4 separate regions of the Mus musculus genome follow, and all the other regions are linked to region 3. Evidence: chromatin contacts called from public promoter capture Hi-C data. All regions are on one chromosome and are shown on one strand. Each heading gives the region's core, a stretch centred on a gene start, on an enhancer-like site or on the middle of the called end of the contact. The rest is flanking DNA. Distances are from core to core; before and after follow the strand shown.

What was found. Promoter capture Hi-C pulls out the DNA fragments that hold promoters and counts their contacts.
Region 1: a promoter capture Hi-C map of pre-B cells shows a contact between it and region 3. The contact joins the promoter of Ankrd40 here to the promoter of Cox11 in region 3. A contact is called at or near these places in 2 of 39 promoter capture datasets (cranial neural crest and pre-B cells).
Region 2: a contact with region 3 is called in a promoter capture Hi-C map of pre-B cells, with 4 times the contacts expected there. The contact joins the promoter of Tob1 here to the promoter of Cox11 in region 3. A contact is called at or near these places in 3 of 39 promoter capture datasets (cranial neural crest, hippocampal neurons and pre-B cells).
Region 4: a promoter capture Hi-C map of second pharyngeal arch cranial neural crest shows a contact between it and region 3. The contact joins the promoter of Utp18 here to the promoter of Cox11 in region 3. A contact is called at or near these places in 7 of 39 promoter capture datasets (the C10 cell line, cranial neural crest, frontonasal cranial neural crest and 4 more) and 5 of 484 Hi-C or Micro-C datasets (B cells, embryonic stem cells, nephron progenitors and 1 more).

Annotation. Positions count from the first base shown.
Region 1 is chr11:94,325,951-94,332,889 of GRCm38.p6, forward strand. It overlaps Ankrd40 (ankyrin repeat domain 40), which reads left to right and starts at 2,051. Exons shown (of 5, transcript NM_027799.2): 1 at 2,051-2,437. The coding sequence starts at 2,304.
Region 2 is chr11:94,208,950-94,215,249 of GRCm38.p6, forward strand. Tob1 (transducer of ErbB-2.1) reads left to right here and starts at 2,505. Exons shown (of 2, transcript NM_009427.2): 1 at 2,505-2,782; 2 at 4,537-6,300. The coding sequence starts at 4,691. The coding sequence ends at 5,779.
Region 3 is chr11:90,634,892-90,641,657 of GRCm38.p6, forward strand. Cox11 (cytochrome c oxidase assembly protein 11, copper chaperone) reads left to right here and starts at 3,293. Exons shown (of 4, transcript NM_199008.2): 1 at 3,293-3,661; 2 at 5,486-5,641. The coding sequence starts at 3,299. Stxbp4 (syntaxin binding protein 4) reads right to left here and starts at 3,217. Exons shown (of 18, transcript NM_011505.2): 1 at 3,142-3,217.
Region 4 is chr11:93,880,776-93,887,765 of GRCm38.p6, forward strand. Utp18 (UTP18 small subunit processome component) reads right to left here and starts at 4,991. Exons shown (of 14, transcript NM_001013375.1): 1 at 4,559-4,991; 2 at 2,892-3,007; 3 at 1,300-1,398. The coding sequence starts at 4,882. It overlaps Mbtd1 (mbt domain containing 1), which reads left to right and starts at 5,396. Exons shown (of 16, transcript NM_134012.4): 1 at 5,396-5,641. RefSeq lists enhancers at 4,993-5,025, 5,220-5,262, 5,275-5,308 and a cis regulatory region at 5,006-5,013.

The sequences.
Region 1 (6,939 bases), core at 801-3,300, 3.7 Mb after region 3:
TAGTCTATTATCAAGGGAAGCCAAGGCAGGCTGTCAGGCAGGGCAGGAACCCAGAGGCAGGGCTGTTGAGCTGGTCATGCTTATTGGTGTACTCTTCTGGCTCACAGTCAGTCGCCTTTCTTTTTCTGTTTCTTTCCCTTTTCAGTTTTTGTTGTTTGTTTTTGTTTTTGTTTTTTTTCGAGACAGGGTTTCTCTGTATAGCCCTGGCTGCCCTGGAACTCGCTCTGTAGACCAGGCTGGCCTCAAACTCAGAAATCTGCCTGCCTCTGCCTCCCAAGTGCTGGGATTAAAGTGGCTGCCTGGCTCCCTTTTCAGTTTTATTTGTTTTGTTTTGTTTCCATGTGCATGTGTTTTGCTGGCATGTATGCATGTGCACATGTGGATGCTTAAACCTGAAGAAGTCAGAAGAGGGCATCTGATCCCCTGGAACTGGAGTTACGGATGGATGGTTGAGAGCCACCATGTTGGTGCTGAGAATCAAATCCTGGGCCTCGTTTACAAAAGCAACAAATGCTCCTAACTGTTGGCTTATCTCTCTAGCCCGATATAATTCTTTTAAGGAAAGAAAATTTAACAAACAAAAAACCATGAATTTTGGAGCGCACCTAATTTAATGTCATTGCTGCTGTTTGACTTTGTTTGTTACCACTCTGAGGATGAAACCCTGTGCCTTGTTTGGGTAAGTACTCTTTCACTAAGCCAAATCACCAGCCTGCTACAATCTTTTTAAATTGCCTTTAAAAAAAAAAAGACTGCTATTTCTTGTCCCTCAGACTGTGTTAAAGACTGAGTTTCAATGCCATTCCCATCAGCCTCAGATGGAGCACTATGTTGGATCCGAGAATTAAATTTTAAACTGTGGAAACAAATCCAAGTGTAGGCTCAAGCCGCGTTCCAATTTGCCACCGGGGTCAATTTAAGTGTTTAGTCAGTTGATATTCATCACTCCTGGTGTGCAGTGTGTACTGTGTGAATTACTGTATCATAATAAACAGACGTTGCTTTTTCTTAAGCAGTAACAAGACAAATGCATGCTGTGTGCCCTGGGCAACCCCGAAGAATGGAAATAAAGACGCTATACCTAAAAGTACCCCTTCCTGTTTCATCTTGGCTTTGTTCAGGCCCTCCTCTCTGCCTCCCCAGGGTGTTTTCCTTAATCTTTTCACCCCATCTGCAAAGTTCTCACCAGTGCCACATCAGGGATCTCTCCAAGGCACCTGAGCTCAGCAAAACAATATTTTCTGCTTGTCCCATTGGGTAGTAGAACAGTGCCAACCAAGGCTCTGAGCCTCATTAACTAGATTAGGCATGGAGTACTGCACACGGCTGTTTATGAACACACCATAGCTCTACCCTCAGTGCCTGGAATCAGGACTAGGATGACAAAGAGCTCCCCCCGCCCGCCCGCCCCCGCCCCGCCCCGCCCTCCGTCTTTCCTTAGATGACTTTCAGAATAATTAATTATAATTTATAAGCTATAACGAGTTGCATTTTATAAACTAGAATCAATGTTAATCTTCATGAAAGCCAAGTTGGAAGAATTTCTGTCTAAAACCGATAAAGGGTAAAATAAAAACAGTAACAGCTGAAATAAATATTCTAGCTGAATGGTCCCAAGCACTGACAAAAATAAGAAAGAACAGTGTCATCTATCTCTGCAAATAATGGGCATATTATAGTAGGATCCTTTTCAGCCCATTTCCCGTCCTGCTGGGTAAAAATTGGCTCAGATGGAAAAAAAAAAAAAAAAAAAAGAGCTAACTAATCTTGGGGGAGTGGGGGTGGAAACCCACCAATTATTTTTAATGCCTGCTAAACAGCCTGCTCCTGAGGATAAGGCTTTTCTGGCTCTCAAACGACAATGTCGGATCCCTCCGCCTCGCAACTATTCCTGTGTCTGTCCTCCTCGCTGGAAGCTGCCGGGTGGGAGCTCTAAAAATAGCCCATGAATCACAGCAGATAATCCAGTGCGGTGGTTACATAAACAGCCGGCCGGGGCGGCGGGGCCGCGGGTGGGAACGAAAAGTATCTAGGTCAATGTTGTCACACCGAATAGGGTCCCCCGGAGCCGGCCTTCGGAGGCGCGGTGGGGGAGGAGGCCTGGGCCTGCGGGGCCGCGAGCAGCCAGGGAGCTGTCGGTGGGCGGGCGGGCGCACGAGGCCCTGGGCCGGGCGCGGGCGGAGGCGCGAGCGGGGCGGGCGAGCCCGGCGCTCCCTCCCCATGGCCGGGAGCCGGCCGCGGAGGCGGCGGCGGCGCTGACAGGCTCGGGGCGGGGCGGCCCGGGGCCCGGGGCCCTGGGGAAGATGAGCGCCCTCCTAGAGCAGAAGGAGCAGCAGGAGAGGCTGCGGGAGGCGGCGGCCTTGGGGGACATTCGGGAGGTGCAGAAACTGGTGGAGAGCGGGGTGGATGTGAACTCGCAAAATGAGGTCAACGGCTGGTAAGTGGCGAGCGGGGGAGGCCCAGGGTTCAGGGCTGCGAGCTCGGGGCGTGGAGCAGTCAGCCGTGACCCAGGACGCAGGCGAAGGTGACGCCTGGTGCCCCAGGCCTCTCAGGTCGTGGCCCTTTCGAGACTGGCCCCGATCTCCCATTGCCTGGTGCAGTCAGGAGCGCATCCTCCCCAAACCATACCTTCTTCTGTGGTTGACCGCGGCCAGCGCCCTCCGGGACACTGGAGCCCACCCACGCCACCCCCCCCCCGCGCGCCCCCTGGCTCTAACTTGGCCCAAATGGTGATGCATAGAGGCTTTGATTCTCGGCGACTCTGCTCTGGATTTCATCAAGCTTGAATTAGTTTGCCATGGGCGCTTCTGAAGAACACTTCGTGCAGAGATGAAAGCATAAGCAACGAAGCAAATGCCAATCTTAAAAAACCAGCACGGTTTCTTTAGCCAAGACCAGGAGAAAAGGAACAACTACAAAACCCTCGCCACTTGCATAATAATTCTGCCTCAGTTGTTTTAATGCCACAGTGATTGGCTGTTGCCTACAGCTGCCTGTTGAGGGGAGACTCATTTGTCTGCCCTGTAGAGTGTTTTGTTTGCTTAGTACAATTTCCAATTAGAGAAATTTACCCAAGGCTTTACAAGTCGGCTAGCAGATCTGCCTCCTTCCCAATACAGAGTCTGTCTCATTTTAAGATATGAACAAATCTTTAGTTTCTTTCTTTTTTTTTTTTTTTTGGTTTTCGAGACAGGGTTTCTCTGTATAGCCCTGGCTGTCCTGGAACTCACTTTGTAGACCAGGCTGGCCTCGAACTTAGAAATTCGCCTGCCTCTGCCTCCCAAGTGCTGGGATTAAAGGCGTGAGCCACCACGCCCGGCTAAATCTTTAGTTTCGAGTTACTGAATGTGGTATTTCTTTCTACCCTTTTTTGACATTTTACAATTAATTTTTTTTAATTCAGGTAATGCTTATCTAGCCTCTTTTGCCAGTTTAAAGTTAAATTTGAATTTTAAACCCCCCAGTAAATCGAGCCATACATTTTGGAATGGAAAGGGCACTGGAGATCATTTGAATTCCAGAGAGTGTCTTGCCCTGATTGCACAATTGTCAATATGATAACAGAGTCAGAAATGAGATTTCCTAATTTCCTAAGAAAGCTGTCTGACTCCTTTCCCTAAAGAAACTAGCCTGGATAGCTGTCCACAGCCTGGAGACAGTGGACACTAATTTCTAGTCTTTTTTTTTTTTTTTTTGAAGCATTTGTAGTCAAAACACTTGTAGCTGTGTTTGCCTTGCCATGGCGTCCAAGAGCTGTGAATTCCTGTTTTGGCACTGGGAGGCGGTGTTTTACAGAACAATGAGCCTGGTCTTGCTGCAGGTTCTGCCTGCCTAGCTGTGTGGTCTTGCCTGAGTTACTTTGTTTTCCAGGTCTTTCAGAAGTGTTGTTAGTATTTATTGAGATGAAAAATAGCTACCAAGTATTGAACTTGCTCTATGGCACAGATGTGGTTCTAAACACTTAACCTATCTCAGGGTAATCAGGAGATATTGTTATTTTTCTCCATCTTAAAGATGAAGAAACTGAGACCCCAGGAAAATTAAGTAAACCATTCAGTTTTTAAAAATGCTCCTAAATTACTAAATTTGGGATTTAGTGGGTCTACATGACTGTTAGAGCTGAAAAAGGAATCTGACATCTGAGTCCCTCAGCACAGTGCCTGCCATGTGCTAGATATACAGTGTATATCAGGTGAGTTTGAGGTGACATGATGAGGCTTCCTATAGATTTAATTCCAGCTCCAATCTATTCAATCCAAGAGTGAATTCCTAGATTCCCTTTATCCTGCCTTATGCTCTTGGCCTAATGCTTTCAGCTCTTCGCATCCTGCCCTCTTATATGAACCAAACCACAAAGCTTGGCACTGTCCTTGGTCCCTGTCTTTCCTTCACATCCACGTACCGTCATCCAGTTCTGCTGCCTCTATGTTCAGATAGAATCTGACTACCTCTCACAAGCTCTACACTGTGATACAAAGCCAGCCAGCTCCACTTGTGATGCAGGATAGTTCCAGAGTCTTCCTACTAGCATCCTTACTAGTCTACTTGCCTTACCCTGACTTGGAACAGTTGGATCACCTCACTCAAAGTCCTCTAGTGGCTCCCATGTTACTGTGAGAAGAAGCCAATATGCACTCCTTTCCCTGACCTTTGGGCCTCATCTCCTGACTTGCTTCCTTGTTCACTTCTTCCCTGGCCTCCTTGCCTTTCCTGGAGCAACAGCACAGCCTGGATTCTAGACTTTTGCATTTTGCCTTCCCTCTTGTCTTGATAGCTTTTCTCTTACACACCATGGTTTGCTCTCAGTCCTCATGTGGATCTTAGCTTAAATATTAGCTTCATGCTAAGGCTTTTCCTTGCCTGTCGTTAAAAATTGTGCAACTCTTCCCCCAGCCCTGCCAGTTCCTAATCTCTTACTCTGCTTTATTGATACACGACACTTAATATCCGCCTAGTACACTATATAATTTGCTTATTTGCTTGCTAGTTACCCAGCTTCATTGACTGTAAAATGAGTGAAGAATATTCACAGTAGTAGGGTTTTCTTTTCTTTTCTTTTCCTTCCTTCCTTCCTTCCTTCCTTCCTTCCTTCCTTCTTCCTTTTCTTCTTAGACTTGGCCTTGCTGTGTTGCCTGGGCTGGTCTTAACCCTTGTCCTCAAAGTTACCCTCTTCCTACCCTGGTCTACTGAATAGCTGAGTCTATAGGCAAACCCCACTGTACCCAGATCCTAAGGGGATATTTTGAAGATTAAACAGAGCTTTTAGAACAGGGTCCAACATGTAAAGTATTATGTTTGTGTTAGCTATTGTTATTTTCTTATTATTAGGCAACATGTTGGGAGACATATAAAGTTACCCTGAAAAAAGAAAAAAAAACCCAACTCTTTTCAACATTGAAAAGTAGACTGGTGACTGCTTTCAATTCTTGGTTGCTTAGTAACCACAGTTTCAGCAATGATGAATGATACCCAGTTGATGAATGATGCCCAAAGCCTCTGGTCTAAAATACTTCCCAGCCCTAATGGGATATGCTGACTGCAAATATAAAGTTTAAAGAGTTGAAGTTCAAAAATAGAGTTTCCACATCAATTGTAATCCAAGTGTCATATGTTCCCTTTGGCTTTAGAAATAAGTATAGTGGTTTATGAAGAAGTTGAAATGCTGTCTGGCTGCAATGGTTCTGAGTTATAGCTGCCTATGGTCACCCAACTCCAGTCTGTAAATGATGGTTGCTGGGATGGCCAGAACATGCTGTGTTCACCTAACCCCATTTACATGGTGGTACTCTAAACCAGTTTGTTTGTCTCAGAGTCTCTCTGACCCACTCACGGTAAACTACTCTTTCACTCTCCAGTAAAAACTTCTTTCCAAAAGGGAGCATTTCCTTAACCTGATCCATTCATTTTTGAGTGCTCACTTAGTGTAATTATTCACTTTTCAAGCCTATGCCACAGACAGCTCCACACAAAACATTCTGAGCTGCAGTTTGCTAAGCAATGTCCATTTTATCCTAGGTTCACTAGTTAAATAAGAAATAAGCACGTGAGTTGGCTACATAGATCAATGGTAGGGTGCTTGCCTAACATATGTTGAAGACATCATTTCAGCTTCTGGTACCACACACACATGCATAAACACATATACACATGCATGCATATACACAGGTGCATGTACACACGCCTGTATATGTCAGGTAGATACTTCCTTCTGTTTATCCTCTGCTGGGGATGTAGCAGTGATCAAGCACTTGCCTAGCATGTGAGGCCCTGGGTTGCAGCATCACAAAATAGTTTTAAAAGCTTCTTCTCTGTTTTTCTCACCTGGGCAGTAATTTTTTAGTGTCAAAGAGTGCACTAAAGGTACCTGGATGGTGAATGATGGTGTAGACTGTCATTCTGGTCGGCTAGTCATTCAGGCTGCCATTCTCTAAGGCATTAAGGTAAAGGCAAATCAGTTAATAAATGTTCCTGATGGTTTCCCAGGTTGGTGGCCTCTCTGCTGAACCTCTGCTCTGTTCATTATCTTATCTGGATTTGGCTGGAAGCTCTGGAGATGCTTGTCTTGGTTGAATTAGAGAGTTGGTGAATGAGGACATTCAAAATGGGAAAGGAATGAGGAGTGAATGAGCTCATAATGGGAAGAAAGTATTTTCCTTCCATAATATGCTTTTCACCTGAAGATGCAATTCTGTTGAGACCGCACGTTTGAGGGCTGCTGATTACATTTCTATATAGTGTTACAGGAATAGTGCACTGGACTGTACAGTACAGCACCTCAGTGTATACAATATTAAATAGTTTTGCTTAAGTGAGGCTGTCGTATTATTAGAAGGGTCTGGTTTTGAACCACTTGGTTGTTCATACCCTCTATTTCAGTGCCTCCAGAGTAAAACGTTGTGTGCAATGTTTCATTTGAGCAGATGCAGGCATGTTTGTAGC
Region 2 (6,300 bases), core at 1,255-3,754, 3.6 Mb after region 3:
CTTGCCTTGTCGTCCAGGCAGGCTTTGAACTTGTGATCTTCCTGTCTCAAACTGAGTGCTGGGATTTACAGCTGTGAGTCACCATTCCCAGCTAACTCGGACGTTTTAGAGCTGCTGTTACTGGCATTTAACCAGTCCCTAGGAGATAAGTGCTTCACTACTTTAGATCTTGAACTGTAGTAGATTGGAGAAATTCAGAAGGGAAGAAGTCAGAGAGAAAGATACCTGTTCGTTTCCTCTAGAGAATTCTTGAAAAGTACACACAAGCTTAACAAAATTATGATTCATCTATTTTTAGTTAGACATTTTAATCTCAGCCAAGTCTAATATGCTCCCTAATTATAGTGATATATTTTCCAAATCACAAATCAAGACACATGGCCCAGCACATGTGTCTGTAATTCTGAGCGTTTGGTACAGTAACATTTGCCTAATGGTAATAAATTGTGCTTCTAGGGCACATAAAAGATAAAGTGTTTCTCTTGGTAAGCCAGTCCCAAAATATCTTACCTAGATTCTTGCAATTTCTGTGCCCAACTAACTACAGAATTAAAAATGCCTTATTTCAGTGACAAATTAACGTTCACACTAGAAAAGCAAAACCACACAACGAAGGAAAACAGTGGAAGAATAATTTATATTAAAATATTTTGCTGCCAGATGCTTCCATTTTAAACACCATGCTCTCACAATCTAATTCCACTCTGCAACTAAAAAGCCGAAATACTAAAAATAAAACAGAATTTAAAGCGTTTTTGAGTAAAACTTCTATGTTCTTAAGAAAAAAAAAAAAAAAACGCTACCCAAGTTTTAGGAACCTGTGCAATAAACAAGAAATGGGTCACCTGACCGGTCGCCACCCCACCCCTCAGCCCATTCCACAAACCCTCCCATTCTCACACGCTGTGAGACTTTAGAAATATCCTTTCTCAAAGCTGTTCCTTCTAAAAGAGGAGGTGGGAACCCACGCAAGCAGGTCCGAGTGCAAAATAATAGGCTACATCCAGACTTCTGCATCTATAAAATGAAAAGGCTCTTGGCGGGTCGCGTAGACCAGGGTTTGTGCCCTGGGTGGTACAGATGGGCTACACAGACGGTGAGTTGTGCTTTAACCTCTAGACAGGCATAGAAATGCCCGCCCTGCAGTGTTTAAGGGCAAGGCAGCACGGGGACCGGTTTTTTTCCAGGAAGCATGGCCCGAATGCCCAGGACAGGGAAGGGGAAGGCAGGGCCCTGGGCGTTTCATTCACTGCTGCGCTTTCTCCCCCCCCCCAACCCCCCCCCCCCTTCTCTCCGAGGCTCCCCCTCGACTTTCTCTCGCCTTTACCCAGTCCGAGTTTGACGTCGGTCTCCTGGAGACCAGACAGCCAATCGTCTGGCCGCTAAGGTCCAGTGCGACCAATCAGGCATCGTTGCTACCTGTGAGTAATTATTTTTAGCCAAGAGGAACGCCCCGTTCCACTCCGGACGATAACTCGGATTTCTGGGCTGCAGGTTGTGGAAACGGCGCCTATCCGCGCCCCTAGAGTCCCTGGCGTCCCTATTCCCTGGACACCTGTGCACAGTTCATAAACTCTCGCAGGTTCCTCAGCGAGGCCTCGTGTTTATTTTGTGGGCCTGGGTGAAAGTTCTCAAAATGCACGCGTGGGCACGCACACAGAGTCACACAGGCAGTTTGGCAGCGTGTCGCTCTCTGCGACGTTTGATATAAGACAATTTTTTTTTCTTACGGTCTCAAGCAACCCTCATGTCCGAGCTGCTGCCAGGTGACCCGGGGAGATTTGGCCAGGGGGAGCTGCAGAGGCAGTTAAACTGTCACCTGTGCGGGAGGTGCAGCGACGTGGCCTCCCTTCCCCACCCCCAGGTTCTGCAGTTGTCACTCTCGGGGTGGCAGTTGGCCTAGGCCCTGCGGGGATTAATACTCAATGAATCGGGAGCACGAGTCCCGGTTACCCCGGGATGGGCTGAGACCCACAGGCTAGCTCGCCCAGGAGTGGGGTTTTCCTCGGCCACAGTCGCACTCGCTCGGAAGCAGCCTTTTCCGTGTACTCTGCCCTCCCTCCCCCAGCCTCGGCTGCCCCTCCCGGCCGGTCCCCGCCGCGTCGCCACCTGCTCCCCCTCCTCCCCCCCCACCCCCCACCCCCCACCCCCAGGCCCCCGGGCCCTGCCACCCCATCCCTACCATCCCATCCCTACCCTTGTCCAATCCCCTTCCAAGGCCTCCCTTAACCCCTCCCCCAACCTCTCGGGACTCTCAGCTCATTGGTCACAGCGGCGTTCAGGAGGCGTGACCATCTATCAGCGGCCGTCTGGACGTGGGCAGGCGGGACTTGGCCAATGGCGTCGGGGGGCAGGGCAGGGGCGGAGTCGGCGCGGCCGGGGGGTGCCGGGTGGGGAGGGCGGGACTGTGACGCGAGCGGCGCGCACCCCCGCGGAGGCTGGGGGCGGGGAGGAGGCTATAAAACGAGAGGCGGGGCGCGCGCCGCGGCAGAAGGAGCGAAGCTCTGGCCCGGCGCGCAGAGGGCGCTGTACGGGGACGCAGGGCCGGGCCGCCGGGCTGTGTAGAGAAGCGAGCGCGCTCGTGTAAGCTTGCCGTCCCCGCCACCCCTGAGCCAGAGCAGCGAGCTCCCGGACCCGCCCGAGGCGTCCGTCGCGTGTCCGGCGGTGGCGACGTCTTGCACCCCGTCGCCTCGCCGCTCCCGACCCACCCGCGCCCCCGCCCGCTGCCCCTTCTCCCCCGCCCAGCCGCGGCTCGGCGGCGGCCGCAGCTCCGGAGCAGCTTGTAAGTACGGCGGGGCGGCGGCTAGGGGCCGAGGGAGTGGCTGCAGCGTCCTGCGAGCCCGGGTGTGGAGGGGCGGCCTCGGGGACCCAAGGGAATGGAGTGGCTCCGGGGACCTGGTCCGGAGGCTTGACGGCCGACGGGCAACCGGGAGGAGGGAGCACCCGGGGTGGGGGCAGCGGCGCCCAGGCAGGGGGAGGGGGCGCCGGGATACAGGGATCGGGCCCGGACCGGTGCTCCGGGATGCTGGCTAGGTCCCAGGAGCCTCGAGCGGGGAGCAGAGTGGGGGACGGCAGGGTCAGGTTACGGCGGGGGAGGGGAAGACTGGGCGGCCCGCGCCGCGACCTGCCGGTGCCCGGGCCGCGTCCCTGAGGCAGCTAAAGAGCCTGCTCTCCTTTTCCCCGGGCCGAGCTCCTCCTCCCGGAGCAAGTCTAGTAGTCTTCCTCCTCTTCCTCCTCCTCCTCCTCCTCCTCCTCCTCCTCCTCCTCCTCCTCCTCCTCCTCCACCTCCACCTCCTCTGGCTGTTGCTGCTGCTGTAGCGCTCGGGCTCCCAGCGCTGTGAGCAGAAATCTAATGAGACCCAACTGGCTGTTTATGTAATTCTTCACAGTCCTGTGTTAAGGCGTTGCTTTAAAAACCACCTTCCACCCAGCCTGTCTGGGCTCGGCTGCACCTTCAAGCAGTCCAGCTGAATCTGCTTTCTCTGCCTGCTCTTGGGTTTCGGCTTGGAAAGTGTAGTTTGGGGGCTACACGAGAGATTCTTTGCCCTTTGTCACCAAGAATATGGAAAATGGAACAGACGGATCCACACCAGTTTGATTATTTTAAATGCCCTTTTTGATCAACCTCGTTGTACAAATAGCTCTCCCTTGGAAATACCTCTCTTTGCCCTTGATCTTTTCTTATCCCCACCCAGTGCTGATCCAGCAAACGTTTAAAGGTCGACCTTTTCGCTCCAGCCTCTCCAGGGACTGCCCGTTTATCCGAAGAGGGAAGGAGATGGCTTTTAAAAATAAGAATAAAACTGAGAAACTCTGCCCTTTAAGCAGAGTAATCAATAGGAGTTTTAAGCTGCTTGTTTTTCTTATACTTGCAGCTGAGAGGAATTTCAGAATGTGTGTGTGTGGGGGGGGGGGGCAGTACACAATAAAAAAGAAAAAGGCTCCCAGAAGAGCAAGAGTGTGAGAGCCCTTGGCATGGTTAAAACTAGAGAGGATAATTTGGTTTCATTTACCAAGATGACAACTCATTTAGTACCTTTAATTTTAGTACCAGGTACTTTGAAAATTAAAAATAATTTTGTAACTTATAACATTTCCGAATATTTAACATAAAGCAGATTTAAATGTGATGTTTCCAAAAGGAACTAGGGATTCACTTCTAAAATGGTGACTAGCAAGGAAACTAATGACCAACTTGTAAAAGTGGAGTGTACGGGTAGGTGGGTGGATGAGTGTGCAGTACAGTTAGTAAACACTGTGCGAGAAGAAACATAAAGGATACATGTTCTGGAGGTCCTGTAAGTCCTGCTGGGAAGTGGTATGTAGAATGCTGTTTTAACTATAAATCTGTCTTGAACTTTAGCAAGAGGATTTTTTTTTTTTTTATGGTCTGTTCCTTTTATTTTCCAGCGGTCATTTCCAGTCTTTCTAGCCCAGTAGACATTTTCAAAAATAAAATTGCTTCAGGTAGAAAGCTTTGGAGCTGTTACATTGATCTCACTTGGATGTGTTTGCTTTTGTTTTATTTTCTTAAAGGAACAAGACCACGGGAAGGTTGAAGGATAATCTTCTAATACCAGCACTTTGAATGAGAATTTGTTTCTCTGCCACAAACTGATTTTTTTTTTTAAAAAATTTATTTTTCTGGTGGAGGAGTTGAAACAAAGCTAACTTTTGTGGCTTCGCAGCTATGCAGCTTGAAATCCAAGTAGCACTCAATTTTATTATTTCTTACTTGTACAATAAGCTTCCCAGGAGACGTGTCAACATTTTTGGTGAAGAGCTTGAAAGACTTCTTAAGAAGAAATATGAAGGGCACTGGTATCCTGAAAAGCCATACAAAGGCTCAGGGTTTAGATGTATACACGTGGGGGAGAAGGTAGACCCCGTGATCGAGCAGGCATCCAAAGAGAGTGGTTTGGACATTGACGATGTTCGTGGCAATCTGCCACAGGATTTGAGTGTCTGGATCGACCCGTTTGAGGTTTCCTACCAGATCGGCGAAAAGGGACCAGTGAAGGTGCTGTACGTGGACGACAGTAGTGAAACCGGCTGTGAGCTGGATAAGGAGATCAAAAACAGCTTTAACCCGGAGGCCCAGGTGTTCATGCCCATAAGCGACCCGGCCTCCTCCGTGTCCAGCTCTCCCTCACCTCCCTTCGGCCACTCTGCTGCTGTCAGCCCTACCTTCATGCCCCGGTCCACGCAGCCTTTAACCTTTACCACTGCCACTTTTGCTGCCACCAAGTTCGGCTCCACCAAAATGAAGAATAGTGGCCGTAGCAGCAAGGTAGCTCGCACTTCTCCGATCAACCTGGGCCTGACTGTAAATGTGAACGACCTCCTGAAGCAGAAAGCCATCTCTTCCTCAGTGCACTCTCTGTATGGGCTGGGCCTGGGCAGCCAGCAGCAGCCACAGCCGCAGCCACAGCAGCAGCAGCAGCAGCAGCCGTCATCATCCCAGCCGCCGCCTCCACTACCGCAGCAGCAGCAGCAGCAGCCACAGCAGCAGCAGCAGCAGCAGCAGCAAACCTCTGCTCTTTCTCCCAATGCCAAGGAATTTATTTTTCCTAACATGCAGGGTCAAGGTAGTAGTACCAATGGAATGTTCCCAGGTGACAGCCCCCTCAACCTCAGTCCCCTCCAGTACAGCAATGCCTTTGATGTGTTTGCGGCCTACGGAGGCCTCAACGAGAAGTCTTTTGTAGACGGCTTGAATTTTAGCTTAAATAACATGCAGTATTCTAACCAGCAATTCCAGCCTGTTATGGCTAACTAAAAAAACAAAACAAAGGAGAACATGTATCGTACAAGTTAAAATGCATCGGCCCAAGGGGGAACTTTTTTTCTTTTTTTTTTTTGCCTCCTTGAGATTTTTTTTTTTAAAGCTTATAGTAAGGACACATTCAGGCTTGGTTACAAAATAAAACACGCATCATTTTTCATTTGCCAACCAAGCACAAAGTTATTTTCTACTGACTGTATATTTTAAAGTATACTTTCAGATATGGCCTCTTACAGTATTTAAGATATAGCAAGGACATGGCTGAATTTTTTTTTTATAAAAAATTGGCACTAATAAGTGGGTTTATTGGTCTTTTCTAATTGTATAATTTAATTTAGTACAAAGTTTGTAAAATATCAGAGGATATATATATATTGTTTCTACGACATGGTATTGCATTTCTATCTTTTTACTACAGTGATCTGTGACAGCTTCATGTTGTATTTTTTTTACTGAAATTGTAAAATATCCATCTTAAAGACATCAGCTATTCTGAAAATTGTGTACAGGATATT
Region 3 (6,766 bases), core at 2,043-4,542:
GGTGTGAAGTTCTGAACTGGCACATTCCTTAAAACCCACAGGTTGAAAACCTGGCCCTGGTGGAGCTCTGTTCAGATGGTGAAAGAGCTATTAAGGTTAAATGAGAACATAATGGTGGAACAACCGACTGATCAGAAGGGGTTAGTGCTCCTTTAAGAAAGACATCAGCAAGATTGCTGACTCCTGTCAGGCATGGGAGGACACAAGTCTGCCACAAGTGAGAGAGAATCCTTATGAGAAATCAGCCACCACCTTGATCTTGGTTCTCCAGCTTCCAGAAATATAATACATTTGTTGAGTAACCTGTTTCTGAAGTGTGCTGCTATGATGGGCCAAGGTGATCGCATGGTATTACTATGCTATGATAGCACAGCATTGGGCTGATGTTAAATACTTGATGGATGCCTGTGCTGTGTCCTTGTAATCAACACTCATGCAAGGATCCAGTTTACAGTTCCAGGATATCGTCTGTCTGCCCTCGTCTCCAAGAGTACAGAGATCTTTAAGATCTTGGAAACCAGGTGAAGGATAAGTTGGGAACGTATTATTTCTGCAATGTTTATATAACTTTTAAATCATTTCAAAGTGAATATTGGAGATTGAAACATTTTAGCTACCATCCAAAAACACTTTTATATACATGAGCTGTTATTTTTCATTATCATACAGGAATTGGATTGGTACCTATTTCATTTTATTAAAAGAGAAATCTAGAAAGACCTACATCACTTTACTGCTATCAAAATGGCTGTTCCTCAGATATTCACTTTCAATTAATAAGAAAGCAGTCATGATTGCAACCCTATTATTGACACATTTATACAGCTGTTTTGAAAAATATGGAGAAACAATAGCTGGAAAGGGAAAATAGTTGAAGGAAATATATTGTTAGCTTTAAGCACATTAGCATTAGCATAGGATTTTAAAAACATTTACAAGTATATTGTCTGCGTGTAGGTGCCATGTATGTGCAGTGCCTGAAGAAGCTAGAAGAAGCCAGGAACTGAAGTCAGAGACAGTTCTGTGTCCCTAGGTGAGTGCAGGAAACAGAAGCCAGGTCCTCTGCAAGAACAGCAAACGCTCTTAAGGTCTGAGCCACCTCTCCAGCCCCCTCATATGGAATTTGAGTCTATGCAGTAAGAAAAGTAAAATGAGAGCAAAATGTTGACAATCTGGTATCAGAATGAAAGTACATGTAGAGGGAAAGGGTGACCAAACACTGTCATACCAAGATGGGAGAAGAGAAGTCTGTAACTTCAGTGACCACCTACTAGAGTGATGTCCTAGACGATGCCTACAGCCCTCAGCGCTGTGGCCACTATTCAGTTACTTCTTCAAGGCCATCATCTCCACTGTCACTAACATGCAGATGCCCCTCACTTCTGCTTCCCCTTGCCCTGCTCATTCTCACCGTGTGACTTACATCATGTTCTTCCTGCAGTGTGAATCAAATCATATCCGATCACTCCCATTTTGTCCCTTAGCCATGGCTGAAATAGCTCTGTAGTATCAGGTGTCTGTACCTGCTGTGACCCCATTTCCTTTCACTGTTAACTCTGCTCGCTCTGCACGCTCCACACGGACCCTGGTTTTTTTTGTTGTTGTTTGTCTTTGTTGATATTCAATCCTATCCAACTTATTTCTGTCTCTGGACTTGTGTACGATGTGAGATTTTTGTCTCGTGGGTAGCTCTTTCACAGTTTGGGAGTAGGCTCAAATGTCACCCCCAGGAAGACCTTCTTTTACCTCTTTAGACCTTCTTTTACCCTCCTCATTGTCACTCTCAATGACTTCATGCCATCATCAGCTAGTTTCATAGCAGACACTGTTAGTTGAAATTCCTTTATTTTACATTTATTTTCTGAGTCCTTCAGTAGAGGCTGCAGTCAATAACAAAAGTGATTGTGCCTGACTTAGTTTGGAATGTCCCCAGCAAACTAAAAAGGTGTATGGCTCAGTGAGAGTCAAGGAATACGTGCTGATTGACTGATAGCTCTTCCAGTTTTCGGTTCCAATCCACAATGTGGGGATAGTTAGACCCACAGAGGCCATCAGAAATAAGCTCTAGCTTATGGAGGTGGAAAGGTGGGCACGAGAGAGCTATTGGCTTCTTACAGCTTCTGGAAGAAGGAAAGTCAGTTTTCTTTAATGGTGCAATTGATCACACCGATCACACTCACAGACTAACACATCAATGAGTTAGTTCGCCTTCAGCCTGGACTCTGGATAATAATAATGTGGGGGGGGGGGTAGTTTTGGGAGGAGCCTGGAGTAGGGGATGAATATGACCCAAATACAGAGTAAAATACCCTCAAAGAATTAATAAAACCAAACCATTATTTTGAAAAAGAAATGACCTAACTTTTATAAAATTCTTACTATGCTTCAAGCAATGGCAAAAATCATATTATATTCTTACCCTCCTTGAATTACTGTGATTTCCATTCACGAAATAGGGCCATCAGGTTACGGAGAAGTCATATTAAAATTAAACTTATGCAAGGACAAGACTTGTGTAAATTCATTGATGCTTAACCTCCGAATCTGCTCTCAGTGCTATTTAATATTTATTGGTCCTTGTTTGTGGAACATTTAGAGAACTGAAGAAAGCTTTAGCGTATTTCCCAGGGGTCTGTGCCTGCAAGATGCACGTCTTTATTCCTTCAGTCCCTCCTTTAAAGGCCCTCCTGTCCTGGTCCCTCTATTCTGAACAAACTTGGTTTTTTCGGCGGCTGTCTGACCTAATGGTTTTGCTGGGTAAACAGCAGAGGGGTGATGAGCGCAGTGGGAGACATCTGCCCATGGGGCTGAGAAGATGCACAGGTCGGGGTGTTGGAGAGAAAGGCGGTTCTCATACTAAGTGTTCCAGAAAGAGGGACGTTGGTTTGCCTGCGCTCAGTCAGCGGCGGAAAGCAACGGGGCTGAGCGAACCCCAAGTGAGAGCCCCGCGGCAGAGCTGCCGCTGGGGGCCGCTAGGTCGAGACAAAGGCTGGCGAAGTTTGGGGAGATGGGGATACAAGCCCCAGTGAGGAGCTTGCACGCCGAAGGCCCAAATGCATTTTCTGCAAAGTAAACTAAAGAAGCATCCCAAGGAAACAAAAGTGCGAGGCACAGTCACTTAGCAAGAAAACGCGAACTTACCCTCTTCGGGCCACCCGGCCTCCGTAGCGCCACTGCTAACTGTGGAATCTGGTAGTCAAGGCAGCAGCGGAGGCTCAAGCCGGGTACCGCGAGACTCGCGAGGTCTCGCGAGATCTCGCCAGCGGCCCCGCCAGGCGGGCATTCTTTCCGGGGGGTTATGGGAGGGCTCTGGTGTCCGGGATGGAGGTTGGTGGCTTCGTGTGGCCGGGGCTGGAGGCAGCCCGGGTGGTCAGGGCGGACTGTGGTGAACGCAGAGCTGGTGCTTAGGCCCGGGTGGGATGGGCTCGGAGGCGCGGAGCGGGGTCTGAGACGCCTCGGGACATGGAAGCGCCCGTGCGGGGTCCGGGGGCCCGCGACGCAGCCGCCACGGCGGCCGAGGAGCAGCAACCCTTTCCAGCGCGCGCAGGAGGACGAGTGGCGGCGGCGGAACAAGACGGTGCTCACCTACGTGGCCGCGGCCGCCGTGGGCATGCTGGGGGCCTCCTACGCCGCGGTGCCCCTCTATCGGCTCTACTGCCAGGTAAGGGAGGGGACGAAGCGCGGCACGGATCCCACCTGAGCCATCCCCCTGCCGGGGAGGCCGAGGTCACCCGCCGGAGGGGGGAGGGGGGCGTCGCCTCGGATCCAGACCGGGAAGGACGTGCCCAAGGTCACTAAAAAACCTTGCAAGTGGAAGCCGGTTCCGGTAATGATGGAGCTGGTGCCACCCTTCAAAGGGCTATCAGCACAGCCATTCTGTGAAGCGCGGGGAGAAGGTACCGCTGACACTTGGTGAGTTAGAGCGGCTGTCGCATACCTGGAGGTTCACAGGACACCTCCCCTGCCCCAGATAGTTGTCCAACCTAAAATGCTAATAGTATACAGTGGTGCCGAGACCCACAGAAATGGAATTGACACTCCTGTGTTCAAGCTTTCCTCATTCTAGGTTAGCATCATCAGCCTAGGCTAGTTTAGCATCATCAGGCTAGGCTGGGTTAGCCTGAGGTTTAAAAAAAAAAAAAAAGGAAAAAAACCCTAAAATCAAGTTCCACGTTAAGCACCGATATTTCCAAAAGAATGCCCTGTTACTTGTGGAATCAACGAGTTTTAGAGAAGGAAATAAATAAATAAGGGAAGCCATAGAATGGTCCCTCTTCATGAGCAAATTAAAATGTAACCCAGGAAAACTGTGACAGACTCAGTAATATAGGCTTGAGCCCAGGACATTATTTTTCTGTTTTCTACCTTTTAGTTTAAACACCAAACTTGAGAAACTTCAATAACATGTCCCTAGAATATATAAGGAATTGTTTTGTTATTGAAAGACGGAACACTTAACTTGCTTTTTCTTCAGCGGATTTAAATCCTTTATGAAAAAAAAAATAGTTCATCTTAAAACTGAGTCTCTGAAACAGAATCATATCCTTACCTGTTAACTAAGGTCAAATTTATGATTTCTCTTTTAGGATTAAAGTTTAATTTGACAATATTGAGAGAAATTGAAAAAGCTAAGTAACGTGTGTAACAAGTGAAAGAAAGATAATAAAATATTAATATGGTAGGGTTTTTTTTTTTTTTTTTTTTTTTTTGCATCTTCCTTTAGCCTCATTCGGCTTTTTGTTTTTCTGGTGTAAGAAAGGTGAATTATCTGGCAGTGAGAATTGTGATAACCTCAGGCAGCAGTGTGTACACCTTGGAAGTAACACCACCTCTACCTCTAATGAGGAAATAATGGTGATGGGGAAACGTCAGACACAAATTACTCTTTTGCTACTTTAGGGTAGTTGGCGGGCAGGGTAGCCAGACAAGAGGAAGAAAGTCAGGGCCTCATTAACTGTGATGAAGGGTAAATAGGTGTGTATGCAGAGAATTACAGCTAAGAGGCAGGAAAACATTAATCTCCCAAGTGGGAAAACAGTCATGATGCCCTAGGAAAGCAGAATATAAGAATAAAGTTATGAACTTAATTTGAACTATAAAACCCATGGTACAGAAAAGTATACACAGGAACATGGATTCCTTGTTTAAGTTAAAATGACCAGGTTTGGTTCAACTTTTTAAGTGAATAATAGTTTATGTAAAATATACTAGCCAGCGAAGGGGACTGTGTTTAATGAAAGTTACACTTGAAAATATTTGGTATCCTCTCAGAGATTAATAGTTTGTCTTCAAATTTTGCTTTTCAAAAGTAGGAATCACTTTAACAAATATAGGCAAACCGTTGATGCAGTTACAAGAATGGCCAGAGGTAGCATACAGTTTGGCTCCAAGTAGAACATTCAATCGCTTTCCAAATGTTACTTTTCTGCAGTAAGTCCGTGAAGATCTAAACCCTGCTGTTTACCATATGCAGTGTCTGTTGTAGACTACTGGACTTGGAGGATCAGCAGTGGCCGGGCACTCCTCAGACCAGATCGAGAACATGGTGCCTGTCAAGGACCGGGTCATTAAGGTCACCTTCAATGCTGACGTTCATGCCAGTCTCCAGTGGAACTTCAGACCTCAGCAAACAGAGATCTATGTGAGTGTCTAGTGCACCTGTCTAAGGTCATTTCAAAACGCTAGGCCACCCCACGAATAATTACACTCAATAATTGTGAAATATAATTCATGAAATGTAGTTGTACAAGTGTTTTGAAATGTCTACTTTTTTTGTGGATAGTTTCTTTATTTACAATATTTCAAATATTATCCTCCCTGTCCTCACGCCCCCTGCTTCTATAAGGGTGTTACTCCACCCACCCACCCACTCCCACCTCCCTGCCCTTGATTCCCCTACACTGGGGCATCTATCAAGCCTTCATAGGACCAAGGACCCCTCCTCTCATTGATGCCTGACAAGGCCATCCTCTGCTACATATGCAGCTGGAGCCATATGTACTCCTTGGTTGATGGCTTAGTCCCTGGGAGCTCTGGGGGGTCTGGTTGGTTGATATTGTTGTTCTTCCTATAGGGTTGCAAACCCCTTAAACTACTTCAGTCCTTCTCTAACTCCTCTATTGGAGACCCGGAGATCAGTCCAATGGTTGGCTGAGAGCATCTGTCTCTGTATTTGTAAGGCTCTGGCAGAGCCTCTCATGAGACAGCTATATCAGGCTCCTGTCAGCATGCACTTCTTGGCATCCACAATAGTGTCTGGGTTTAGTAACTGTATATGGGATGAATCCCTAGGTGGGACAGTATCTGGATGGCCTTTCCTTTAGTATCTGCTTTACACTTTATCTCCATATTTGATTCTGTGAGTATTTTGTTTTCCTTCTAAGAAGGACCAAAGCACCCATACTTTTAGGCTTCCTTCTTCTTGAGCTTCATATGGTCTGTGAATTGTATCTTGGGTATTTGGAGCTTTTGAACTAATATCCACTTATCAGTGAGTGCATATCATGTGTGTTCTTTTGCGATTGGGTTACCTTACTCAGGATGATATTTTCTGGTTCTATGCATTTGTCTAAGAATTTCATGAATTCATTGTTTTTAATAGCTGAGTAGTACTCCATTGTGTAAATGTACCACATTTTCTGTATCCATTCCTGTATCTGGGTTCTTTCCAGCTTCTGGCTGTTATAAATAAGACTGCTATGAACATAGTGGAACATGTGTCCTTATGACATGTTGGAACATCTTCTGGGTATATGCCCAGGAGTGG
Region 4 (6,990 bases), core at 3,741-6,240, 3.2 Mb after region 3:
GGCAGAGGCAGGAGTTTCAGGGCAGCCTAGTCTACATAGCAAACTCTAAGACTACACAGAGAAACTCTGTCTCAAAAATCAAAAGTACAAAATAAAAATAAAAACACTGTATTTAGAACTTTATTATTAAAGTCCATATGCACAGGGCTTGAGCTCAATCCCCAGCACCACATAAAAACAGGTGTGATGCCATACACCTGTAATCCCAACATACATACATACAACATACATACATACATACATACATACCCAACATACACCTGTAATCCCAACTCTTGGAAAAAGCAGGCAGGCAGGATGATCAAAGGTCAAGATCATCTTCAGCTCTATAGTGAGGCCGAGGCCAGCCCAGGCAATGAGAGACTGGGAGAAGGTGGGGTAAGACTCCTCTGGCTACCAGCAGGTAATAACAGTACTTGTCACCAAGCCTAATGACCTAAATTCAATCCCTGGAACCCATATGGTGGAAAGAGAAAACTTTCTGACTCCAGGAAGTTGTCTATTGACCTCTCATACACAGTAAGGAGTGAACATTTTTTTAAAACAAACAAAAACAAATAATGAAATCATTATGTTAAAGAAAAAGCAATGAAGGTAAGTACATTGGTGGATTATGAGAGTCAACAGAACTTAATATTAATTGGTCAGCTGCTAGTTTCTTAGACATGATACTGAAAATGAAAGAAAACCTCCTTGATCATATGGTTTCTGATTCCCACAGAGGAATTCAGGTACAAAGTGTCACATTACTCACATCTTACTCTCACAGACTATGGAAACACAAATAAATAAATAAAGCCAACAGGGCAAAAGTTTTATTTTTTAAGTTGAGCCCATATATAATGAGTAATTCCATTTTTTAAAATTTTTCATATCCTGGTGAAATGCAAGCATAGTGCTGCTTACCAATAACTCCAGTACTCAGTAGGCTACGGCAGGAGAACCTACAAGTTTGATGTTAGACTGGGCTACTCAGTAAGATCCTGTCTCTGGGGGAAAGGGTTTTAGTAGAGTGAACTTACTACATACAAATGAATGGCCACACAACAGTATTACTGACTATATGTGATAGTATTTCAAGCTTTGTGGTTTTATTTTTCCTTCAAAATACCTGTATTTGTTGTAATTCCTGCCCAAAATACTTACATGAAGACACCAGGCAAACAATGCCTACATTTCATGGAATATATGACTATTCCAAAAGCCATTACAAAGCAAAGCAAAGCAAAAAAAAAAAAAAGGGGGGGGGGCTGTTGCTGTACCTCTTGGTAAATAAGCCACAGGAGAGAGGATACTTACTCTTCTTTAAGTCTCTTTTGAAGTTTATCTTTTGAAAGTTTACTTTCACTGGCATTTTTCATTATATCTTTCCGAAACCGATTGTTCGACATGTCAACTCTGTGAAGTAAAGAACAAACATTCTAAATTGTGAAGAGCTACCTTAGTATTCTGAAAAAACATTTACTAAAACACTAAAGTTAAATAGTGTAAGATGTGGAGTGTTTCATATATACCTTTCCCATTCGTCTGGACTCTCTCACACATTCTGGAAATATCTGAGAAAATGCATCCTGAATTACCTAGACACTATTCAAGTCTCTCTCCAAAATATCCTGGGCAAGTCAAATACACAAAAAGCAAACTATCAAATACTGCCTGTATTTTATTGGCAAGTGACAGTCTTTCTAATAAATGGCATTTTACAGTTAAATAACAAGAATAAAAACAATAAATCAAGATCTGACTATCTAAAACTCGAAAATCTCTGTTCACAAGAAAGGTGAAAGAATCTGGCTGAAAAAAGCATGGTGGCCCATGCCTTTAACCCCAGCACCTAGGAGACAAAAGCACGCCGGTCTCTGAGTGTGAGGCCAGCCTGCTCTACAGAGTGAGTTCCAGGACAGCCAGGGCTACACAGAGAAACCCTGTCTTGAAAAAGAAAAAGGTAAAGAAAACATGCAGTTAACAGGCAGTGAACAAGCTGTAAAGCTCAACAGCAACTTCATCCTTAGCACGAACAGCCTGGGTTCAGCTATAGCAAATCAAAGTTTCAAATGCCTATCGAAACTCAGTATGTAAGAAAGCTGAGACACTAAGCTCTTTAGTAAACAAAGATAATAAAGAACATATATATCACACCATCAATTTTCCTCAACACAATTTAAGAAGGGTTGCTTTCCTATTGTCAAATTAAGAAAGTCTACAAGCACCCCCCACCACACCCCCAAAAGAACCCTCACTGATCATAAGACTGAAATTCACACTTCTCCTGAGAAACTAAGTTCTTAGTCTCTGATCAAATACTACACATTTAAGAAATTTGAAAAACAAAAAAGCTTATTCATAAAAATGTTTTTCCGTAGTCTTAAAGCAGAAAAATAGAAAATTCATTTGATCAGTAAATTTGTACTTGGTTCATACAAGGAACAACTCCCCTTGCTTCCAATATAACTTTGCATAGAGAAAGCAAATACAGCGTGCTAGCTTTACCTGAAGCCTTTACTCAGTCCAGGCACCAGGCTAGAAATGCTCTATGCATCATTTAGTCCAACGGACTTCTGTGACAGCCACTGTTCTGACACTCATTTTACAAAGAGGTAGATTCCAAACTTGCCCTTGGTAGTCAGGAACCATCCAGTGAGGAAGGAAGCTAAGATGTAACTGAAATGATTATCTAAGCAGTCCATCCTGCACACGAGACAGGCAGGGAATGAGCTGTGCAATGAAACAGTGAGTACCTTTCTCTCAGATACGAATTATGAACCTTTTTCCTGTGCACCAAATGTTTTGGTTATTCATATAGTCATACTTTCCCAGGCAGTGATTTGTAAAAATCTACAAGTTAACTTTTAAAGTATCCAGAGGGATTCTGAACAAAATGACTAACTTACATTTCCTCATCTTCATCATCTTCATCCACCCAAACTGGCTGCTTCTTCTTCTGAGAAAAAATGTCTTTTGCTTCATTTTCCACTTCCGATTCATCTGAGCTTCCATGTAGCTGACCCTACAGAGACACACCATCGTCAAACCACTGTGATTCTCCAACAAGTTGCTAGCGCACACGCAAGCACATGCACGCACACACACTCCTTATACTACAATAGCCTATAGAATGCTTTTGCTTTCCTGGTGTGCTGATGAAATAATGTGATGGAACACAACCACAGCACATGCTGAAGGAGCACGCAGGAAAGGAGATCAGAACCACCATGAGGACAGGTGAGGCAGGATAGAAGGGGGGGGGGGGGGGGAAGTGCACGGAAAGCTAAAGACCGCAGTAGACAAGGGTAAAAGGTAAGCCGCCGGCAGGTAAAGAGCAAGCATCAAAGCCCAACAGTTACAGAGCCCGGGGCCTACTAGAATCCCACACAACATAGGCTGTGTCTCATAGCCTCATGAGGAGTATCTCTTGTTCTATGTGCTCCATCTCCACCTTCTTCAAACTTTATACCACACCCACACACTCGAAACCTAAACCTAGCACTCAAAAAAAAAAAAAAAAAAAAAAAAAACCCTTCAAATGATCTGAGCTTTCTCCCAACCTACAGGGCAGTGTCCAAGGAGCCAACTGCAGTATCCACCAGCACTGCTGATTTAAGATCTTTCAAAGCCCATCAAGTGAGTCCTTTGGATACAGAACTGTCCCACAGCTCTTAACATAACTGGTCTCCACCTCCCAAAGAAGGCTGCTGCAGCTCTCCATCAAAGCACCCACACAAAGGGTGAACTAAGCAAATGCTGATATTCCCATTGAGTCAGTCAGCTTACCCTATCTAAAAGACGTCTTCACATATATTTAAATCCCTTTCTCAAATGTTTTCATTTTCCTCTCCACCAACATACTTTAACTTTACTAGTCTTGTCTCTTTTATCTTGCTTTTTTACCACTACTAACACAAGTTCCAAGAGGGGTTCTTGTGGGATTCCTCCACTGCTGTGTCTCTACCCTTAGTCCAGGGACCAGGTATAGAACAAAAATAATAGCGCAAAGAGCATCAATCAGGAAGGATTTGCAATTGTTACAAGAGCTAGCAACCAAAGAAAGGTTAGAGATGAATACACACTGATCGTTCTCAAAAGCTGGGCGTGGGTATCACCCCGCGATGTTATTAAAATGCAGCTTTACGCCTTCTGCCCACGTATTGGTTCCATCCACTACGCGGAGTCGCGACAGGTGATCAAACGGTCACCCCTGTGGTTCCAGCAGAGGGTGTAAGAGCCCGAAGATGAGCGACTCTACTTTGCAGACATCCTTTGGCAAACCAAGCCGACAGTTGAGCGCCTGCTGGATGCGAAGCGCCGCAGCCCCTTTGGGGCGGAGAAAGGCAGCGTCCCCGCCCTCGCCAGCCAGCAGCCCAGAACCCGAGGCGAAAGAGCCGGACGGCGCCCCTCGGCGCCCGCGGTCGCCGGTCCCTCCCACCTGAGCACTCGCCGCCACAGGTCCCCCCCACCTCCAGGCTCCGCCCCCGGGGCCTCGCCTCCCGCCGCGCGCCCCGCCAGAGCGTGTGCCCGCTCGGCAGGCAGGCAGGCGGGCAGGCAGGCAGGCCTTCCTCACCCGCGAGCTCCGCAGCCGCTGCAGCAGCGCGTCCTCGTCGTCCTCGACATCGCCGAAGACGAGCTGCTCCAGGCAACGCTCGGCGGCCGGCTTATCGTCCTCTAGCGTCAGGCGGTTCCGCTGCCGGAGCCGGCTCTCCTCCTCCTCTGCCGCCGCCGCCGCGGATCCCGCGCTAGGGGCCGCCCTCGGCTCGGCCGGCTGTGTCCGTTGGGATGAACGGGCGGCCTTTGCGGGCGTGCTGCCGCTCCCGGGTCTGGCTTTCCTCCCCGGCGTTGCGCCGGCTCTCCGGTCTCGTCTCGTCCGGCTCTTGCGTTCGGGCGGCATCCTCAGGGCTGAGGGGAAAACGCCGACGTTCACGTGGAGTACCACTGCGCATGTGCCGGGGCGGCTCGCTCTTCTCCTCGGCCCGGCCCCGGGGAGCCGGAAGGAGTCTGCGCCGCCGCAAGCCACGTGACCGGCGCTCGCGCGCTACGTCACTCCCACTCCGTCCGGCGGCCCCGCCCCATGTGGGAGTTCCTCAGGGAAGGCCGATCTTCCGGGTGGAGGGGGAAGCGGCGTGACTGGAGTGGAAATTTTTCCCAACACAACTTCTCGGAGGCAACATATTGGAAGGGACTCGGGGAGGCCGGAGTCCAAATGGAAGTGGCTGAAAGAAACTTCTCGCCCTGCTGATTCTGAGCCCCGCGTCGTGCCGCGCGCCCTCAATTACCTCATCGACTTGTGGTCTTGGTACGGTCCTTAGAGTACGGCGCCTGCCGAGGGTCCCACGCTGGAGGGGAGAGAGGAGGGTACGTGGGGGAAGTGGGCCAATCGGGGCGCGGGTCACGGCGCAGGCGCGCTGGGGAGGGAGGGCTATGCTAATGTTGTTGATATCCTGGGGCCACCCGAGTTAAAAGGGGGGAAATCCGGGGGCTGCCACTGCTGTCGCTGGCCCTGGCCCAGCCGGGGGTCCCCCCTGTAGTCGCCGCAGTCCCGGGGAGAGGCACCGGCCCCCTGCTCGCGGGGGGGGAGGGGGCGCCGCGGGCTCGGGGAGCACGGACGGCCCCTACCCATGAGGCCCTGATGGAAAACACAAAGGATCTGGTGAGAGCCGAGCGCAGCGGCCGCTTTGTGTGCCAGGTTTGAGGGGGGGGGGCACGCCTGCGGCTGCCCGGCCCCCGGAACGCCGCAGCTCGGGGACCCCACTCGCGGGCCTGCTTCTTCATCCCACGCCCCCTCCGTCTCCGGAGCTCCCCTCCCCCTACTGGCCGTTAAACGTTCAGGGGTTCCCCTCCCCCCCTCAACCCCTGACTTAGGGTTCTCTTAGGGAGAAAAAAAAACATAAGAAAGTTTTTCCTCTGCTCCCTCCCAACCCCGTTCTGCTTGAAGGGAAAGATTAGATAGGAGACTTTGCCTTTTTTAGCTGCCAAGGGTGGGAGAGTGGTTTCTCGGGGGTGTGGGGGCAGGAGCATACAGAGTTTCGGGGCTTGGCTGGAGACGGAGCCCACCATTGTAGAGCCAGCGCCGAGAGGCATTTTGCACGTGGAGGTGCTGATACTGAAAGGGGGCGGGGTGGGCACGTGTGGGAGGGAGACGTAGGAGTGGTATCGGGGAGTCAGCCGCCAAGGCTGCTACTTGAGGGTTCCAAGTCAGTGGGCTTCCACCATCCGTACGTTCTCCTTTGTGAAAAAGAAATCCTGACATTTCAGAGTCGGAAGAGACACTAGAAGTCACCCAAAGCAGCCCAGCTTCTGACGAGTGGTAGGTAGTCTGACCTCTACTTAACCCTACATCCATATACCACGCACTGCAGCCTAGGAAAGCACCTTCGGTTTCTTTCAGTCTCTGATATTCACTTGCCTGCCCTTATTAGACCCTTCAGTCTCATTCATGTCGTGTCCTGGTTAAGTTGCTCCCTTTTTTACTTCTCAAATTTGTTCTCACATCCTCCTCACCCACCCACTGCTCATTGGCCTATATTTTGTATGCCAGGAAAGAACATCAGGGAAGTGGAGGGAGGGGGATGGGGAGAGTAAAGAGATGGTAAGGGCCAACTGAAAACTTTGCTGGGTCGGTATCAAGTGTGCTGCTTCCATGACTAAAGATGGTTGAAACTATTCCCTGGGAAGCCAGGGAACTGCTATGTGGGGGTTTCATGACTGTTTCACAAGTAGTCCTCTTTGCGATGAGGACATTTTTAACACCATATCCTTGGTACTGTCAATGTACATTATTTGCCTTTTGCTAAATCACTTTTTCTAAGAACGCGTAAAATTGGGCCTGGGGGAGGAATAGTACTGAAACTAATAAATACAATACTTGGAAGATACATGATCAAAACTATTCCTTCTCATCATTTTGACTCATGGTCTTTGCAAACCCATGCCCCCTCCAAAAGGAAGGCCCTTTCTCACAAATGCTTCTTGTAACGTTTATTTATTTATAGGATAGGA